2 separate regions of the Mus musculus genome follow, and region 1 is linked to region 2. The links are chromatin contacts, called in public Hi-C maps. All regions are on one chromosome and are shown on one strand. Each heading gives the region's core, a stretch centred on a gene start, on an enhancer-like site or on the middle of the called end of the contact. The rest is flanking DNA. Distances are from core to core; before and after follow the strand shown.

The links. A called contact is a pair of places that touch in the nucleus more often than the background predicts.
Region 1: a Hi-C map of bone marrow-derived macrophages shows a contact between it and region 2, with 23 read pairs. The contact joins two enhancer-like sites. A contact is called at or near these places in 5 of 484 Hi-C or Micro-C datasets (bone marrow-derived macrophages, embryonic stem cells and muscle stem cells) and 2 of 115 datasets of contacts at active chromatin or transcription factors (fibro-adipogenic progenitors and heart atrium).

Annotation. Positions count from the first base shown.
Region 1 is chr2:13,434,115-13,441,212 of GRCm38.p6, forward strand. It overlaps Cubn (cubilin (intrinsic factor-cobalamin receptor)), which reads right to left. Exons shown (of 67, transcript NM_001081084.2): 22 at 6,301-6,431. Among named protein-coding and RNA genes, the nearest start is that of Cubn, 54 kb to the right of the region's middle. Within about 2 kb of position 4,872, at least 37 of the 459 cell types and tissues checked have an H3K27ac peak or open chromatin away from gene starts, as enhancers often do. A contact at or near this core is called in bone marrow-derived macrophages and heart atrium, where this site is marked.
Region 2 is chr2:13,287,370-13,294,584 of GRCm38.p6, forward strand. Cubn (cubilin (intrinsic factor-cobalamin receptor)) reads right to left here. Exons shown (of 67, transcript NM_001081084.2): 60 at 6,829-7,037; 61 at 176-338. All of the region lies in intron 2 of Gm13270 (a long non-coding RNA gene), which reads left to right. Among named protein-coding and RNA genes, the nearest start is that of Gm13270, 19 kb to the left of the region's middle. Within about 2 kb of position 3,427, at least 11 of the 459 cell types and tissues checked have an H3K27ac peak or open chromatin away from gene starts, as enhancers often do. A contact at or near this core is called in bone marrow-derived macrophages and heart atrium, where this site is marked.

The DNA.
Region 1 (7,098 bases), core at 3,622-6,121, 150 kb after region 2:
AAACAGCAATTCACAGTTGGGACCATTTATGTATGTTTTGTATCCAAAAAATAGTTGGTACTGAGTTTTAAAAGCCTACATAATACATGATTAATATCTGGAAAATCAGTTTAATATGCATGTATTGGTCAATCTGGAATATAATGCACAAAGCAGCATACAACAGCATAAAGCACATGATGACCTAGGGAAAATGCAAAAATCAACACTCAGAGCTTTAAGTAAGTGCTCATAGAAATAGAGAAAGTATGACTAGCCATCAAGTTAGAATATGCTCACGGAGTGGAAGACATAGTTTGCAATGTCCCAAGATCCCAATTGATCTATGAATTCAATAGGATTTCAGTCAATTTTTTTAAATGGTTAAAAAAAAACCCAAAAGGCAGTTTCTAAAATGTGTATGGCAATATAAAGGATCTAAGATCACCAAAAGAAAAATTTTGAAATGCAAATGCTGTTGTGAAAATCTCCCTGAAGCCAATAATATTGTATAACAGACTCTCCTTTTACTATAAGGTCCAATATGAACATCATGGGACAGAGTAAGAATTCCAGAGGCACACATGTAATATACTTGGACAATTGTCAGCAACGGGTTAAAGGAAATCCAGTGTGTGTATATGTTGGGGGGGGGGGTAGGTAGAGTTGAGGGAGATGAGTTTAAGGCATGGCCTTGCTCCACTAAATATCACTTTCATAAGTGAATGGACTTGGAAACTTAGACCACCATACTAGGAAATCAAGATGAATTTTAGACCTAAAAGTTCAAGCTATAGAACTTCTAGAAGATACATAGAGGGATGGTCTCATAATTTTGACAAGCAAACATTTTCTATATAGAAAACAGAAGCCCATTAGCCATAAAATGAAGGGAAAAAGACTTGAGTGTACCATCTGATCAAGAATACACTTGCATTCCAGACACACATGCTTGAGCGCGTGTGCACACACACACACACACACAGGTTAATAGATACCCAACAAAAGACAATATACTGTCAAAAATAAACTCTGTAGACTAATAAAAAAATTACAAAACTACATTTTTCTAAAAATGACCATGTTTTTCTGCCTGATTAAGCACTTTCATAAAAACTTTTACACCATAGAATTAAAGGTGGCCAATGGGAAAACTGGGAATCACCGGGAGTCCTTCAACTCACAAAGCCATGGCAATATTAGCTCCCTGAGACCAAGGCACAAGAAGAGGGTAGATAGGTACTGTGGACAGGGGAACCCATTGCTTAGGGAGGCATAGTTTCCAAGATCATGTAAAACTTGGTTTCTGAGTGAATGCATATCATCTCAGATTCTCTGCATCGTTGGTTCTCAACCTTCCTAATGCTGAGACCCTTTAGTACAGTTCCTCATGTTGTGGCGACCCACAGCCATAAAATTATTTTTGTTGCTACTTCATAATGGTAACTTGGCTACTGTTATGAATTGTAATGTAAATATCTGTTTTTTAATGGTTTTGGGTGACTTCTGTGAAAGAGGTGTTCAACCACAAAATGGTTGAGACTCACAGCTTGAAAACTGCTTTTCTAAATATAAAATAAACTGATATGGAAACATCAGAGGCCTTCATTGTGTATTGAAGTCTATACTTTCAAAGCAAAGATGTGAGGGAAGATAAAATTACACATTTTCCTCTCTCACGGAAGAGCAATCTAACATTTTGCTACAGTTTGCTGCCAGGTGATTACAGTCACTGCCTTTTCTTTGACCCCACAGATGACATATCAGATGCTGTTGAATAAAGGCAGAGGAGCTATTACAGAACTCTGGGGGATATTAGCAATCACATTTTAAATCTGACAAAGCCATGTCATTTACATATGTAATATAATTTGTGTGTCTCTGTATATATACACATTCATGTGCAAGTTTGTATGTGCACATGAAGGCCATATATCAATACCAATGTTTCCTTCATCACTCATCCACCTTAATTTTTGAAATAGGATCTGTCACTAAACTCAAAGCTCACTGATTCTGCCTGCCTGGTTGTTCAGAAAATCCCAGGAGTCCTCCTGTTCCCTCTGTCCCAACCCTGATATCATAGGTACACACATGCATATCTACCTTTTTAACATAGCTGGTACGGTCTAAACACACACATATCTCTGAACGGTCCTTCCAGCCTATCATAATGTTATTTTTATATCGAAACAACATAGTCATCATGTCTAGTTAAAGATGTGTGGAAGAGGAATAGGAGACTTTGAGATTAGTTTTAAAATTCATTTAGATTGAACACCAGATAAAATTTGGACTCTTTTCAAATCTTGAACTCTCTAATGATCTCTAGTTTCTCTTTTGGGTATGTGTACATGTGTGTACACATGTGTACTAGTGTGTAGGGAATGTACAGAGACCAAAGGTTGATTGTCAGATGGCTTCCTCAATCATATTTCTATTTAGTTTTGGAGAAAGGGTTCCTTATCTGACCTAGAACCCTGGGACTCTTCCTGCCCCTACCCTTCCAGCACTGAGAGCACAGGTGTGCTCTTCCAGGCTTGGTTTTACTTTTTTACATGGGTACCTGGGATCTAGACTCAGGTCTCATGCATACATAACAGATAGTTCACCCACAGAGCCATCCCTCAGCCTATGATCCCTAGTTTTCTACAGTGGAAATGTCAATTTAGACCTGTAAGGGATTAAGAATACCCCAATTAAGCACTGTTTTCATTCTAAGGCCCAACAGACACATGTGCACATGTGTATGTGCACACACACACACACACACACACACACACTCACACACACAAAACCTAGAAGTGAATCGATGGGTTATTTGTACGAAACATTAAAAAAAGTTAAGATTTACTAGAGGAAATTATTTTAGAGATTAATAGATTTCCTTTAAAAAAAAACCTTCTCAAAAATATTTGAGCATGTAATATGAGAAATTTCAGATAGAGGTATACAATCAAGGGAAGCCTGAAACCTGCCCAAGCTGCTTCAAGCCAGCATCAAGCTGTCACTCAGCAGACACTCTCTGGCCTTAGTTTCAATCTGCAGTGAATAAGACCTGCAATCATGAGTATAATAGTTCTTTACTATCTTTTATAACAGTTTTTAAATAAACTATAAAGACAAAATTCAACTAGATCTGCTTGAATTGTTCTGTAAAACTATACCAAAGACCTTAATTAGAATTTCTAATTGAAGAATGATATCTGAGCTTATAACCATAACATCTGAGCTAATCTCTTCTTTCTGAAGATGTTTTAAAATGACCATTCTAATCTGAGAACATTGCTCTTACCACACGGAGATATAAGAAAAGACACAGAACGTGCTCTGCCCATTTCTTTGAAATAAATCCCTTGTGACCCTCTTGGTTATCACTTCCTAACTTCTTGCCTTCCCTTTCTGGGCTCACTCCAAGGTGACTGATGAGAACTTGCACGGTAGTGTAAGACAGAAGGAAATCCCAGTGGATTCACCTTTTTATATGGATATTTGCTCATAAGATTGTGCTTGGGACCATGCTAGCTACTTCCCTGGGTAATTTTGAAGCTCTTCTCTTAGTAAAATGTAAGAAACATTCCTCATAGTTCCGCTGTAGCCCTGGAGAGAATGACAACAGAAACAGGCAGCATAGTGAAGCCTGTTTGCTTAGTTTGGCTCTTAAACCAGCCAGCTGTTTATTCTTGGGACGACAGATTCAACATTCTAGACTGATATTGCCTCCATTCAAAGATTAATTGGGAAAGACTGTACTTATATTTTCTAGACACGTCACAAAAATAAAATCCAATCATGCTTACTGAGCTTTTTAGACAGTTTTCATGAAGAGAAGTCTAACTTTGTATGGTACCTCTGATAATTTCCACTCTGTTTTTCTTTTTCTCATTCATATTTTTAATGAATATAGTCATGAGTGAATCAGGAATTAATTTGAAGAATAATGGAGTAGTCGTTATATAGATATGCTTTTCTCTATACTTGTAAAGTTTTCGCTTACTAGTTCTATATTAAGACAGTGGATAAGTAATACTTGTTATAGGATATCAGATAATAATTTAAATTGTAAAGTATACCAATTATATTATCTCAATATGCAAATATTTTACTTCATGCTAATAAATGTTGGATGTCATAATCAGTGGTAAAGAGTTCTTATGAGATTCTATCCAACATCGTTACTTTTGTTATATCATTTGTTTTCTATATATTCTCAGGAATATTTGAATGAGAGCTGCAGCCAAATACTTAGGGAGGGAGTCAGAGTATGAACAAGAAGCCAATCTCCTTACTCCCAAACACATGTTTAAAGGCTGACATCATAGACTTATTGCAGGAACTACAGATAGAAGGGTAACGGGATTCAAATCAGGAAAATTTGACTCTATTAAATGAAAGCAGGCCAGAGTCAAGGGAAATGTCCATGGGCTGTGGTAAGAAACTAGACCTCAGCAGTCCAAACCATCATCGTTACTCCAAAAATAACTTCTTTTGGAACAAGGAAATAGCTTACAGGCCAATGATTGCCTGTCCTCTGGTGCTTTTATCCAACATGATTTCAGTCTACAGAAATTAGCCAGAAGAAGACGCTAGCTGAAGAGAGTCCTCCCCTCTGTCTTTCCAGTCAGCAGCTCATTTCACCCAAGCTCCTGGGAGCATTAGCTAACTGCCTGACCACCACCACCTCTATTCTGGTCTCCTGAGCCAGCTGTGCTCTGAGTTTTACTACAGGACCAGCTTCAACAACTCATGCAACCCAGCCACCCATATGACTTTCTGGGTCTCATCATCTGATTGCTATTTCAAATGGTGGGACTGTGTTAACCAGTCCTATGAGCTCATTCAAAAAAAGGTAGATACATAGTCATCAGTCAAGTGGTGAAAAGGATGCACTCTCTTTTCTGTGATTTCTGCTCTGTCTAGACCAAGTAGGGGCTGGAGTCATGACTAACACAGGGAAGCAGGGGTAGAGTCTCTGGAGTTGCTCCTTCAGTGTCTTCTTTTTGAGCCCTTGGGGTTTCCTCCCTTCCGTTTCCTCTTTTATGTTAGAAGTACTGGGAAGAACTGAACCTAGTCATGCATGCTGAGCACATGCTAGCACTGAGCACATTCCATTCCCTACTCTCTGTATCAGTTTCCCTTCCTGTCTACTGGACCTATTACTTTGATGAGTTTTATAGGAATTTTATCTTTCTGAACAATTTCATTAAATTTTAAATTTATCCTCCTCATCCCCAGCTTATATTAATGGCTCCTAGCTGTCTCTTCCCTTCATACTGCCTCCCAAGCTAGTGTAGTGATAACACAATCATTTCAGTCATTACAGAACTATGCTTCATTTTTATATACTAGTGCAGAGAACGCCATGACATTTTCAGGAGGTACTGCCCACATTACATGCTATTTAAGAAATAAGCAGTTTATTCATGCAGCAAATTAAAATTGTGTTCACAGAAGATTAGAACCAGAAAACATTGAAAGATCATTAAATCTTATCTTTTAATTACACAGATAAGAAAATTGTATTCCACAGAGTTCAACTGATTTACTCCAAATCGAATATTTGGTGTGGTTTGGGACCAAACATATGAGAGAGATGAAACTACAGAAGTATAGAAAATTGTGTATACACTGTAATTTCCTGAGACATCCACTTTGGTCTTTGGCTGTTAACCACTTGAATAAGGTTCAGTGAAAATGTCAGTTACATAGCACAACACACCATACTTTAAATCCTTGCGCTTTACCTCTACATGTGCTTGGGCTAGATAATGGGGCACCTGCTAGAGTGAATCCCACCAGTGATCAATGTATACAGTTCTCCCGCAGTTTGTAGTTTAAAGCCATGCTTCCAGAACACAGAAGCTGAACTACTTTTGCCTGGATTAAAGTATAGTGACCAAAATTTCTAGAGGAGAAATAAGTGAAAAACTGGCTAGGGATTTTGAGTAAGAATTTTTTTTTCTTTCTATATTTATGTTAGGAATACAGGTGTAAGAAGATAAACACCTCAAAGGTGGCTGGACAAAAGACTCTCAAGAGGAATATGTCCAGGCCCAGAAAAATGCCCCAAGCTGTGGAATGCTTGGCAAGTAGGGGTAACATGTGACAGCTGTAGCTATGCACTGGATGCTACTTTTCTGTATCAAACATCTTCTAACCCTGATATAAACATTAAGGTCCAGAATCCCTAAAGGAGCACACAGTTTAGCTAACAGATTTACCCTATTTTTAATTGGGTGGATCTTGTCTTTATACTTTACTCCAAGTAAGTATTTGTGTGTTTTAGATATTAAACATCTTTTGCAGCAGAGGAAATGTTACCTGATGATGCATTAATTGCTTCATAATTTATGGAAAAGCCTTCGTGGGCAAGAGCAGAGTCAGACACGAATATCAGCTTTATTGAATGAGAGCTGCTGGTAAGAGAAGGCGGGATGGATTTTCCACAGTATCTGTTCCAAAGAAAGAAAGAAGAGAGACACAGATTAGTAGATTTGACCTTATATTCTGAACAATAGGCCATGTAAAGACGAAAATAATACAAATGACAATGGGCTGTTATCTATTTCACATCAACCTTGAAACCAAGTATATTTCAGTAATAACAGAAACGCAGTGGAAGAGTTGTGTGGCACGCCTAATGCCTTAACATGCAGGAAAAATGTTCTGAGACCAGGAAGCACAGACTGCAGGCACCTGCTGTCAGCGCACTGAGCAACTCTTTCCTAGACCTATGCTAAAGGAATTATGTTCCTTTACTGTATTTACTACCACATTAAAGCATCCAAAACCATCCAGCAGAGCCCTAGACAGCTCTGCCACTCAGGTGCACTGTGACTTTGGACACATGGTTTAATTGGTCTGGGTCATCTTCTCCGTAGACTTCACATCATTCTGAACATCTGGATCAGGTAGATCGCTGAAGCTAGGCATTGAGAGCAGTGCCTGGACAGTGACCTCTGCGTAAGTTGTCTGCTGTCTTTAAACAGCTCATGTATGAAGAGGTAAGAGTGTGACCAGGAAACCACGTCTCTGTCCCTTCAGAACGAAGGAAGCTTTACTCAGAAAATCTATTCTCATAATCCCCCAAACAGAGCTATAGTACATCACACGGTGCCA
Region 2 (7,215 bases), core at 2,177-4,676:
AAGGCCAGCCTGGCAACTTAGTGAGACGTTGTCAAAGAAAGGGAAACTGAGGGCAGGCAATCTAGCTCTTGTGTTTAATAATCCGCTAAAACTGTAATTAATTTACATGTAATATGCATGCATTCTTGTCTGTGCATAAGGACATATGTATTTCATAATCTGTCAGAATACTTACTGTCCACAAAGGTATATGTTGCATTAAATCCTCTCATTTGAATACTTATGTCAGAGACAAATTGAACTGTAAGAAAGTTGCCAGAAGAAATAAAAGGGGCAGGCCTACTGGAACCACAAAATCTTCCGCCTAAATATGAGTTTATGCTTGCACCATCTGCTATCTGGAAGAAAAAGTAGTTTATAGTAGTTAATTATTAATAAGGGAATTGCTATTTTGCACTAACTTACCTATGAGTTCACCATATATCTATGGTGATAGACAGACCATGGATTACGGATCTATATGTGGGTGTTCTTATAGGCAGTCTTAATTTATATTGATAATGCTATAATGACTTTCAGTGATGCCCATCATATATTTTTCTGTTAGGAAAAGTAATATATAATTGAAATAAACAACAACAACAACAAAAGCCCCCTGGCCTCAAAGTCATTAAACCCATTGCTATTCTCTCTGCTGCCTGAATTATCACCACGGTTTTTTTTTGTTGTTGTTGTTGTTTTGGTTTTTTTTTTTTTAAAGCTTCCTGGCTAGAACCAACCTTCCCACCTCTAACAGGTTGCTATTAAGATAAAGTCAGCAACAGAGGAATGGATACAGAAAATGTGGTACATCTACACAATGGAGTACTACTCAGCTATTAAAAAGAATGAATTTATGAAATTCCTAGCCAAATGGATGGACCTGGAGGGCATCATCCTGAGTGAGGTAACACATTCACAAAGAAACTCACACAATATGTATTCACTGATAAGTGGATATTAGCCCCAAACCTAGGATACCCAAGATATAAGATATAATTTGCTAAACACATGAAACTCAAGGAGAATGAAGACTGAAGTGTGGACACTATGCCCCTCCTTAGATTTGGGAACAAAACACCCATGGAAGGAGTTACAGAGACGGAGTTTGGAGCTGAGATGAAAGGATGGACCATGTAGAGACTGCCATAGCCAGGGATCCACCCCATAATCAGCATCCAAACGCTGACACCATTGCATACACTAGCAAGATTTTATTGAAAGGACGCAGATGTAGCTGTCTCTTGTGAGACTATGCCGGGGCCCAGCAAACACAGAAGTGGATGCTCACAGTCAGCTAATGGATGGATCATAGGGCTCCCAATGGAGGAGCTAGAGAAAGTAGCCAAGGAGCTAAAGGGATCTGCAACCCTATAGGTGGAACAACATTATGAGCTAACCAGTACCCCGGAGCTCTTGACTCTAGCTGCATATGTATCAGAAGATGGCCTAGTCGGCCATCACTGGAAAGAGAGGCCCATTGGACTTGCAAACTTTATATGCCCCAGTACAGGGGAATTCCAGGGCCAAAAAGGGGGAGTGGGTGGGCAGGGGAGTGGGGGTGGGTGGATATGGGGGACTTTTGGTATAGCATTGGAAATGTAAATGAGTTAAATACCTAATAAAAAATGGAAAAAAAAAAAAAAAGATAAAGTCAGACCAGGAGCTGCCTAACTGCTTCCTACCCTCTTAACACAAAGGCTACATCCATTACAACAGTGATCCAGACCTAATGGAATGGCTTTTCCTCCCACACAGACCTCAGGGGTCTGCTCTGCTTGATTGAGATTCTTGAACATCCCCAGCTCAGTCTAGCTTCCCAGCTATTGCATCTGCCTTCCTTTGCCCAGACCACCCTTGCTGGTATTCATGGAGTCTGTTGAGGTCTCTCTTCCTCTATCATCCACCAGCAATGCCTTCCCTAAAGTGAACACTGCCCACATCCCCTGACTCCTTTCCTCAGGACAAGTATTACTGTCAACATGTTACACATTTAACTTGCCAATTCTATTGCCTTTCCTTCTAAAATGAATACAACATTCCACAGAAGCACAGAATTTTATTCTGTTCCGCCATATCGCCCCAGACCTTAAGAGTGTGTAATGCATAAACCATGCTTACTCGCTTCTTGGTAAGTGCTTTGACCCTTCCCTATGACCCACATGCCTTGGTTTGTTTTATGTTGCTGTACCAGAGTACCATAGACCATGTCATTTATACACAAGTAAGTTAATTGTGATATTTCTGAGGATTGAGGAACATTCAGAATTCAAGGGGCAGACTTTGATGAGGGCCTTCTTGCCTTCTAACATATGAGCATCCTAAGAAGATCATCAGGAGCATGCCAGCTCGGCAATCTCTTCCTCTCCTGGGGTGATACTATTCACCCCATGATAGGAACCCCACTCTCATGACTTCATCTAACCCCAGTTATACCTCAAAGCCCCCCATACCTTTAGCATATGGATATAAGGTTTACATTTCTACCACAGGTACTTGAGTGATATGTACACACCACAGCATCACCCTTCCCTAAAATATTCTCCCTGAGTCTACTCTATCTCAATAAACAGCTCAAGTCTAAATTCCAGTCATACTCAACTCTCCCATTCCCATGATAAGCATCCCCACTTTGTTCCACTTTCGAAATATATTGTATCAATGCCATGTGACACAGTTTCTTCAGAACATGGCTCACAGATCAATTGCACAGAGCACTCACAGAGTTCTGCACCGTAGTGCCCAGGTGTTTGATGACCTAGAGTATGTGTCTATTCTTCCTACAAAACTATACCTTGTACCCAATGCAGAACTTGCAAGCCCTGGTCAATGCTGTTGCTTCTCTCCCTTCCCAGTGCTTGCTGCCTCTGACAGTCTCCTCCCTTGGAGACATAGTCTTTCTTGAAGGACTGATAATCCCTAGTCATAGACCTTTTACTCAAATGTCACCTCCCCTGAGAGTCTAATCCCACACAGTGGGGCCCTCCTCCAATACCATCTTGTTTTATTTTACTGTGATGAAACTCAATCAATGTAATGCTTATTTACTTTGATTGGGCGCCCCCTCTGCACAAGTGTGAGTTTCACAGGAAGAGAAACGGAGTTATGCTCAGAAGTGTCTCTAGCATCCAGAACTACTGATGGCTTTCACAGATTTTTACAAACACCCAAAGAAATAGTGAGGATTTGTATATCCCTCAAACACTTTACTAAAAAATAAATAAATAAATAAATAAATTAATATAGTATGTTTTCATTTTTATGTCTATGTTGTTAATTTTTATTGTACTTTAATAATGATTTTCTGTGTTTCTGTAGCCCTGAATATGAGTTCATAACAGAACCACATTAGATCAGAAATCTCAGAGTAGTGTGGCCACTGATGTTATAAAATGAACATGATAAATTTCAAAATTAAAAAATGAAACAAAACTGACCACTAGATGGTGCTGTCTCTTCTATATGAATTCACGAGGAGCACAGAAAAGTGAAGTTCTGTAGTCAAACACCCTCACTTTATAGAGAAGAGTTGCCAAGTTAAAGACAACATACTTTTTCTGCTAAGTGAGGTTTCATTACAACCACTGTGGTCTATACAAGCTTTCACTTGTATCATGTACCTGGCTTGTGTTGGGTAGTGTGTATATGGAGAGACATAAGAGCATTTATGTACCTTCAAGGTGCTCATAAAATAGTGAGAAGAAAGAGCTAAATATAAACGTATGTGCGCGCATGTGCGTGTGTGTGTGTGTGTGTGTGTCTGTGTGTGTGTTGCTGTTTACAGATATATCTACAAATATGCATGGAAAAATATAAAAAAGAAACCAAAGAAAAGAAAAGGTAATTCTGTCAAATAATATCAAGGAGATTCATACTATAAAAGAGAGAGAGAGTCGGGGAAGACCACCCAGTTCATGCCGAGGAGCCTGGGTCTTACTTTACAAGACCAACGTCAGTTAGAGACTGGTAGATGTGAGGGGCAGGACAAGGACAAGCTAGGGCTGGGTAGAAGGTGGCCCTGTGCTGGTACTATATTCATCCAACCACATTAAAGTAAGAGTTAGCGTAACTGATTGGAATATATAGTTACAAACTGCATGACTACTAGCCTCCTGTATGATCAAACCTGAAATTATTTCTCTGTTCTGTTCCTTGCCAACACCAAATCTCTTGCTGTGGGTAGACCCTGAACAACACTGGAGCAGGGACTGCATGTCTGTGGTGAGTTAGTGTCTGAACACTAACTCAGGCACACCTTGCCTTCTAGAAGCCTTGTTTCTTGGTGTCACTGTGACAAAATGCCTATAATAGTCAACTCAAGATATACTTTGTCTCTAGGACTCAGTCTTTGCACGACTAATCTCTATAGCAACACAGTTATAGAGCTTTGTTGTTCTAGGACTGTGTTAAGGTCATGACAGAAGGACACACAGGGGGTGGGGGTTATATACTTCACAGAAGCACTGATGCAGATAGAAAAGAGTGGTTGGGACTCAGGTATCTTTCAAACGGCAGTGTCCTCAGTAACCTACCTTCCTAACTGACTCCCATGCTACCAACCATGTCTTCTTAACGGCTGTGCTTTGGTGGGTCATGTAAGATTCAAAGTATCACAGTAATAATTATTTACTCTTTATGCATTTTTAAATGTTTGAGCTAATATCTATAATGAGGTAGACTGAAATTCACACTTATTTAATGAATAACTAAGTACATGAATGCTTAGTGGCAGTGCTATCTCCTAACCAATGCACCTAGGGTCTGCTGATGTTGTCCCTAAAGAGGCACACACCCTTCCCCAGTGCCTGATAATATGCAGAAGGGTTAAGCCCAGTGAGTTATTACAAGGGCTCCCAGAAAGCTCTAGGGAATGTTTTTATGCAAGTTTGATGTTCAGGAGTTTATAATTGGCCTTACAACAATAATTTGAAGCATTTAGTGTTTAGAAGTCACATTTCTGAATCCCATAGGATAGTAAGTACAGGGAATTTTCTCTTCAGATGGGACTGGAAACTTTAAAATATATCTGCCAAAACCAAGAGCACCAAGTTGAGGAAGAAACCTTGGGAAACTTCCACCAGTGTCATGTTTCCAGGTAGAGGAAGCAGGAGGACCACACTTTTGATGCCCTCAACCACCTTACTGTTGCTCAACACAAGGATGACTGAACTAACCAAGAGTTGGAGATTAGGTAGTACACAGCACTGTCCTTTCCCCTTATTTTTGGTCATGTCTTTCTTGTGGATATGCCTTGTTGATACTGTTCTCCATTTTATGGAGGCAACAATATGTGTGAGCTTTCATGATGCTGTTAAGTGCCATGGCATGCTCACATCTAAGAAGCCCGACATACTCTGTTCTGATCTCCTTTTCTACGTCAAGGGTATCTAACTTCTGTTTTCATGTTGTATAATGTATCTGTTTACAGGCCAGTCTCCCCCCCCCCCCAATCCCAATGAATTACATCTCCTTGGGGAACGTTCACTGCCACATCTCCCATATTATGTACCATGGCTACCAAACAACTCCATAGGACAGATGTGACGATGGTTTCAACAGTCATTGATCAGCCACAGTTCATTAATCTACAGCAGATGTCCCCCCTTGGTCCCCTAGTAAACACTCTCAAAGACAGCAGTGAAGGGAGTAGGCATAACTCAGCAATGGAACTGGTATAATCTGTCTTACACACTACTTATAGAGCTGTGTCATTAGCTTCTATAGAATGTCATTTTACCACAACATTTAACAATTTAAAAGGGGGGTAGTAAATACTGATATCACCTCAACATGATCTAGAATCACCAAGGGACCAACTTCTGGGCATGCCTGTGAGAAAGTGCCGAGATTGGGTTAACTGAATTTGAAAGAACCCACCCTAAATGTGGGCAGTACCAATTCATGATTTGGGACTCTAGACTGAATAAAAAGGAAAATATGAGCTGAGTGTCAGAACTGATCCCTCTGTGCTTTCTGGCTGTGGGACTACTTACTATCTGCCTTCAAATCTTACTACTTTTCAGGAACCCAGAGAAGCTGGTTTTAAATAACCTCTTAAGTAGTTCTGGCTACTTGGTCTCATTTTAGAGAAGGACTGAACTTGAATTAACACTTTTGTCCCACATTTTGTCACCTCTAGCCCCTCATGAACTCCCTCACAATGGCTGGCTTCTAGCCCCATGTCTTATTAAGATGGTTGTCACCCAATGGAATGGCTTTCTTCATCTCAGCTTTTCTTTGTCTGTGACCTACAGCTTAACACCACTGGCTACCCACACATCATTTGGAAAGGCATCTTCCCCTGACTTCCATGCACCACACTGTTCCTGGATGTCACAAGCTTTTCTCAGTCATCCATTTTCGTCCCTTCATCTTTGGTCCTCCCGGTGCATCCTGTCCTTGGCACCCTTCCTAGACGTCGATGGGAGTTTGGCCGTCTAGCTTCACACTGTCTTAAAAAAATGTTTCTTTGGAATTTTTAGGAAGCTTTGGATGCTATCTACGTAAATAAAAGGGACAGACCAATTACAGTGTATTTTTGCACTTCAGATACCATTTACATTAGGAATTGTGAAAGTCCTCTGACAACCTCACTCTGTCCGACTAATCTTCCCATGGATCGCTTCATAACAAGGCACTTAGCAAGACAGAACTGAATCTTGAAGCTAATGTTAGAAGTCACTTGAGATGTTTGAATGATGATATCAGAGATGAACTTGAACAGGAGGCTAGCAACTACAATATATATTGAAGCCACTGTAAGCAATAGTGTTCTCATTTTCAAGGCTTGTAGATAGTAAGCTAAAATCCCATTCGTTAGAGTAGACTGTTAAGGTGTAGCAGTCTTACCTGCACGTAATCAAAGGTGCATTTTCCTGGCGACGATGGTTCCTCCAGAGTAAATGCATTGAAGGTGAGCTTAACAAGTTTGTTTTCAGGGGCAATTATGTACCATATGCAGTTTAGACCTTTGTCATAAAGTCCATCTGAGTCATGATCAGGAGACACAAAGCTCTTGCTGTCCTCAGTCAGGTACCCACCACACCCTTGCTGTGGTCCTGTCAAACGAAAGATACATCATTGTGCAGAAGAACAAAACGACCTTCACATTACTGTGGAAGGATTTTAAAGAGGAGAGGTTCCATTTTCTCCCACAGACTTGCAAATATTATCAAGAGGTCCCCGAAAACTAGGGAGTGTGCACGTGTGTTTCTCAGCTTTTCTTGGCTTCTTGCT